2 separate regions of the Ovis aries genome follow, and region 2 is linked to region 1. A link is a contact called in public Hi-C data. All regions are on one chromosome and are shown on one strand. Each heading gives the region's core, a stretch centred on a gene start, on an enhancer-like site or on the middle of the called end of the contact. The rest is flanking DNA. Distances are from core to core; before and after follow the strand shown. Region 1 overlaps TMPRSS3 (transmembrane serine protease 3). Region 2 has its middle 19 kb from the start of SLC37A1.

What was found. A called contact is a pair of places that touch in the nucleus more often than the background predicts.
Region 2: a Hi-C map of mixed tissues shows a contact between it and region 1, with 2.2 times the contacts expected there. The contact joins two enhancer-like sites. A contact is called at or near these places in 2 of 16 Hi-C or Micro-C datasets (liver and mixed tissues).

Annotation. Positions count from the first base shown.
Region 1 is chr1:263,356,524-263,359,241 of ARS-UI_Ramb_v3.0, forward strand. TMPRSS3 (transmembrane serine protease 3) reads right to left here. Exons shown (of 13, transcript XM_060405839.1): 6 at 537-662. Among named protein-coding and RNA genes, the nearest start is that of TMPRSS3, 11 kb to the right of the region's middle. Within about 2 kb of position 1,353, at least 4 of the 54 cell types and tissues checked have an H3K27ac peak or open chromatin away from gene starts, as enhancers often do.
Region 2 is chr1:263,434,764-263,437,561 of ARS-UI_Ramb_v3.0, forward strand. No RefSeq gene overlaps it. Among named protein-coding and RNA genes, the nearest start is that of SLC37A1, 19 kb to the right of the region's middle. Within about 2 kb of position 1,423, at least 13 of the 54 cell types and tissues checked have an H3K27ac peak or open chromatin away from gene starts, as enhancers often do.

The sequences.
Region 1 (2,718 bases), core at 103-2,602:
ACCTTCCTTAGAAGATCTCCTGGAGAAAGAAATGGCTACCCTCCCCAGTATTCTAGCCTGAGAAATCCCATGGACAGAGGAACCTGGGAGGCTGCAGTCCATGGGGTCGCAAGGAGTCAGTCACACGACTGAGCGACTGATTGACAAGTTATTTGGGGAAACATCTAATACAAATGGTGAACATTTAAGTACTTTGTAAATAAAGTTAAGTTTCTTTCTTAATTCCTTTCTTTCTAATATTTTCCCCTCCTTCCTTCCCTCCCTTCTTTCCCCCAAACACATCTGCAGCGCCCACTATGTGCCCAGGCAGTACCGCACTTATCTGCATCAGGTGACCCCTTCATCATCCTTCCTCCGTTTCTCTGCTGGGCTCTATCTGCCTGGTTTGGGGTTAAGTTCCTGTACTCCAGCCTGGTGTGTCCACCCTATCTAACCAAACTGGCCAAGCCCTCAACTTGCACTTGGAGAACACAACCTCATGCTCAAACTCGGTGCATGACTAGACAGAGTGGACCCAGCACCCCCTGGTCACTAACCTCACGTACACCGAGTGGTGTAAAGCGGTCACTTTGTCATCTGGCAAGAGGTAATTGATGGACACGAAGTCCTCTCGAAACTGCTCTTCGAGCGAGTCCACTCTGAGGGTGTCTGAACTCACGTAGCTGCAAGCACATTGGAAATGCAGATCGGACCTGAGAGATTCACTCTGTGCCCCAAATCAATCTGGGCTCAAGTCATAGTGTTAGAGGTATCACACTGTGTAGGGGGGACGGAAGGTCCTGGCGTGCTCCCAAACCATCAGTGGCTTCCTTCTGCCAACCTAGCAAGGCATTTCAGACCTGGAAGAGTCTGGGACAGCCCCCTCCCTGAAGCCCATTCACCCACCCTTGGCTCCAGGCACATGGGAGAGAGAACTACTTCCTGATGTAGCTAGGTGGACCCCCGCCTTGATGCTGCCTAAAGCAAGTCCCAGAGGGGACAGAACATGGAGCTCAGTGGGGTGTTTTCAGGTGGGCACCAAAATGGGGTTGCTGAGAAACCCAGGTAGGAATGGAAGATTTTCCCAGGCTGCCCAGAGCTGGTGGGGCTCCTGTTACAGAGAGATGAGCAGTAGACAGAGCACTTTGTGGGGCTCCAGGACAAGTCAATGTTTGAAGGGCCAATGGAGAATGATGAAGAGGACATGATTTTCTTCAGATCAGGTGTTGGAAGAGTTATGACATAGCAGGACTTGGAATAAGCAAAAGACAAAGTCACTGACTTGCTTCACTATCGAACTCACCTACTTATCACACAGGATTTCATCAGGTCACTGTAAATGCAGAGGGGCGGGGCAGGCATGGGATACAAAGTGCAGCCGGATTTGGTTTGGAGGAAAATGTAATCAAGGCCGTGGCACTGACCCTCCCAGCCTCCCCAGGTATTGCTCAACCCGCTGATACGGCAGGTGCCTGGTGAAAGAGCCACTTGTCACCAAGATGGAGGTCCCAGTGTAGGTGGGCTGGGCTACAGGCGGGGCAGTAGGGATGATGCAAAGGGATCCCAAAGGCTGCTACTGAAATCCCACAGATCACCAGTCTCAGTGGCAACAATAGCCATGACCACGGGCTTACAGGGTATCCCTGTGGTCCAGGCTGGCTTTGAAGCACTAAGACACTTGAACCTCACGGCGACCCTCTAAAGCGGGTACTGTTATTCGCCTCAATTTTGAGGCCCAGTCACATGACAGGGCTGCATGTGTACTGGGACTTGGACCCAGGCAGTCTGAGCTGTCAGTCCATCTTTTCTTTTTACCACAGACCTCTCACACGGGATCAAAGGAGGGCTTTCAATAGAGACGTAGAATAAACAAGAATGGATACAGAATAAATCTTAGAACTGGAGCAAGAGATAGGGAAGCAAACAGCAAGTTTAGAGGGAAGAAGAATGGACACCCTTGAGGTGACAGCCCAGAACCTTGGATCCACTGGACTTACCCTCTGAGAGAGCAGGGCATGACCGTCCTGGCAGATGGGGAGGGGTGAGCAAAGGAATGAGGGCTGCCGGGAAGTGTTGGAGCCAGGGAGGGGGGTCACTGGGCCCTTCTGCTTGATGGAGAGGAGGTCAAGGATTCCAGAAGGGGAAGTATTCCAAGAGGGAGAGGCAGGGGAGGCAGAAGGGAAGGGGAAGGGACGCCCCCTAGTGAGGCCAAGAAACCACCTACCCAGGAGCAGAAATGTCCAAGGGAAGCTTTCAGCTGTGAGCCATGGTGGTGGGTGTGTGTCTGTGTAATTGGTGCGAGTGTGTGTGTGTGCGTGTGTGTGTGTGTCTGAGATACGGTGTTGCGTCATATGGTATATGTATGGTGTGTAGTGTGTGAGTATGGTGTGTTTGCAGTGTGTGTGTGGTGTGTGTAGTGTGTGAGTAAGAATTGCATGGTGTGTTTGCAGTGTGTATGTATGTATGCGTGTGTGTGGTGTGCAAGCTTCCTCCAAGTCTATGAGGAGTCGAGCTTATGTCATTTGTCATTTCTGAGGGCAATTGTGGGAGTGATTTGCTATTGTCATCAGCCTAGAAGTGCAGCTGATTCCTGAATTCAGGTCATTGCTGGAGAAGAGGAGGCGGGTCTCAGGGATACAGGCTGGAGGGCAGGTTTCACCGGTTTTGGAGGAAGGAGCTAAGAATACCATACTTCACATTTTGCAAGTCCAGGGTCCCTGGATTCAGAGCACTGTTTTG
Region 2 (2,798 bases), core at 173-2,672, 78 kb after region 1:
TCATGGGGGTTCCTGGGAGTTTGAGGATACTCCCAAGAGCTCAGTAAAGACTAACCAGTAAGTTGTTCCTGCCAAAATTCAGTTATGGGAAAATAAATTACTGCATACTTACCCGGATTACAATAATTGTAATCCGGGTAGTTACAATTACAATATTGCAATTGTTAAAGCCGTGTTTGATGAGCCTGCAGGAGGCCAGCTTTGTTTTCACAGGACCAGCATCAACACGTGGTCTTGGCGAGAGGCCCCCTGGGGACTGCCCCCAGGCCGCGGGGGAAGGGTGCAAAGATTTTTGCTCCCGGATGGGACTCCCAGGGACCCAACGGAAAGTGGGGCTGCTTGGGTGGAGCCTTAAGCAAACCACTTATTCCTTTTTTTCTTTAAGTCTCAGCAAAAGAAGACCCTGAATTTAGGGAAGATAGCTTCCCTGGTGGCTCAGAGGTTAAAGCGTCTGTCTCCAATGCGGGAAACCCAGGAAACCCGGGTTCGATTCCTGGGTCGGGAAGATCCCCTGGAGAAGGAAATGGCAACCCACTCCAGTATTCTTGCCTGGAGAATCCCATGGACAGAGGAGCTTGGTAGGCTACAGTTCACGAGGTCACAAAGAGTCGGACACGACTGAGTGACTTCAGTTTCACTTTCTTTCAGAGGCATAGACCGCATTTCAACTAATGGTCATTTTCTTATCTTCCTCCAGATGTCTGAGGAAGAAGACAGAAAGACAGACGACCAAGTGGAACGCAACCGGCAGCAAGGAGCCTGAAGCACGCATGCGCAATGCTGCTTCGGGCCTGCCTGGGTAGGTGGGACGGCGCCTGCGCTGTGGGGCTCCTAAAACAACTCTTGCCCAAACCTGCAAGGTTGACTGTTGCGTGTGCACGTGGTGCCAGAGTCTGTGGTGAGGGCTGGGTTCGCAGGTGCAGAGCTGGATGTCTCTGACCTGCGTGGACCCCGCTGGAAGCTCCACTCGCCTTCTCCTCCCCCCAAGCCTCGCTCCTTCACTCCTGTGTGTCCCTCCCTTAGGGAAGCCAACCTCTGTTCTTAAAGCCTTTCAGCACTTGCTGGGGGCAGGTGGCTTTGCAATCTGATGGCTGTTCTGCCCAGGACCCACCCACCGCCTCTCACGCCCCAAGACCTAGAAGAGAGCTGAGGCCAGCAGAGCCCAGGGAATGAAGCACAGGACACCCCCGCATACACACTGGAGCGGGGGCGGGAGATGGCACCCCCAGGGAGAGGATCACAGGTCCACCTGGTGCCACCAGCAGAGCCTGGGGGGCCACGTGGACGTGGAGTCAGACTACTGGACCAAGTGGATGGAAAAACACCTATATTTGGCTGGAATGTTTACAGGTTCTCTCATCTGGGGTTTGCATTTGGCTCAAGCCCTGAGAGGGTGTTTAATAATCTACCAGGTTGACTCACTGAAGCCTGAACATGGGTGGTTTAGAATTAATGAGGTAAAACTGCTTGAAATCCCTGGCCTGCTGTGCAGAACAGAGGCCAAAGGCTCAGGGAAATAGAACTGTGGAAATGGGTCTGCTGTTCGAAGCTGACTCAGCCAGCCCCTAATTGCAGCCCTCTCCCTAGAGGCCAGATGGCAAAAAAAAAAAAAAAAGCATCCTTAAGGAGCTGCGGGAGTCTGTCCTCTCCAAGCTGGAAGTGAAGTTGGGGCTGAATTCCCCATCTTGGTGGGAATAATGGGGCCCCCATGAAGAGAGCAGTGCCCAACCACCAGGGAGGAGGCCCAGGGACAGCAGGGCAACCATGTTGCTGGCTCCTTGCTCACAGGGTCCCTAGACCTGCAGAAAAGAGATGCCTGCCTGCTAAGTCCTGCTCAGCAGATGAAGGCTTGGAAATCCCAGGACTGCAGCCCAGTTCCTGGCCCTCAGTCAGTTCCCTGCACCCCTCAGGATGGTCCTTTGTTAGGTGTGCCCTCCAATGATCCTGTTTTGAAAGAGCCATCTGTTTCTTTCTGGGATCCTGATCTCAGAGGGCTGTGCACTCATGGCCTTTCATCTCAGTGGGGCTGATGGTCATTCCAAAAGCAATTATTTAAAAATTCATCAGGAAGTTCTCCTGACCACAAAGACAGTCCAACTGAAACGGAAACCAAAATTCAAGTAACGAGTGAAAAAAATGGGTTTTGATTTAGACTCTGGCTTGATAAACTAAAAATTATGAACATGGGTTAGTCTTATCTGGTTTTTACCCAAAGGTAAATTAGGCAAAACTGCATTTCTGCTCAAATTCTTGGAATAAGGAATAAGCCAAAGTGAGCGATGGCAGTGGGGCTCTCATAATGGTTCTGGCAAAGTTTTTGAGAGCATCACATCATTGTAGATCCTGTGACTGACCAACAGAGTACGTGCACCAGGGTGATCCTTTTCACAGAAATGTTTGGCCTGTGATTTTTCCCAAGAGCTCTTCATTCTCCTTTGAATTAAAGCTGCTGTGTTTTGAAGGCCTTATTATGTCTCCTTTGTCGGTGGTCTCCCGTGCATGCCAAGTCGCTTCAGTCATGTCTGACTCCTTGCAACCCCATGGACTGTAGTCTGCCAGGCTCCTCTGTCTGTGGACTTCTCCAGGCAAGAATACTGGAGTGGGTTGCCATGCCCTCTTCCAGGCGGTCTTATACCCGATTGTAATTCAGTCTAACTTTGCCAGCACCTCTCCCAGTAGTTTTGTTTGTGATTTGAGCAGTCCTCCAACCTTAATCGATTCCATGAAATCTTATGTCTTTTGCAAGACTGGAATTTTCACTTCGGCATCTGTTGGCAGCAGGCTTGTATTGTATTGCA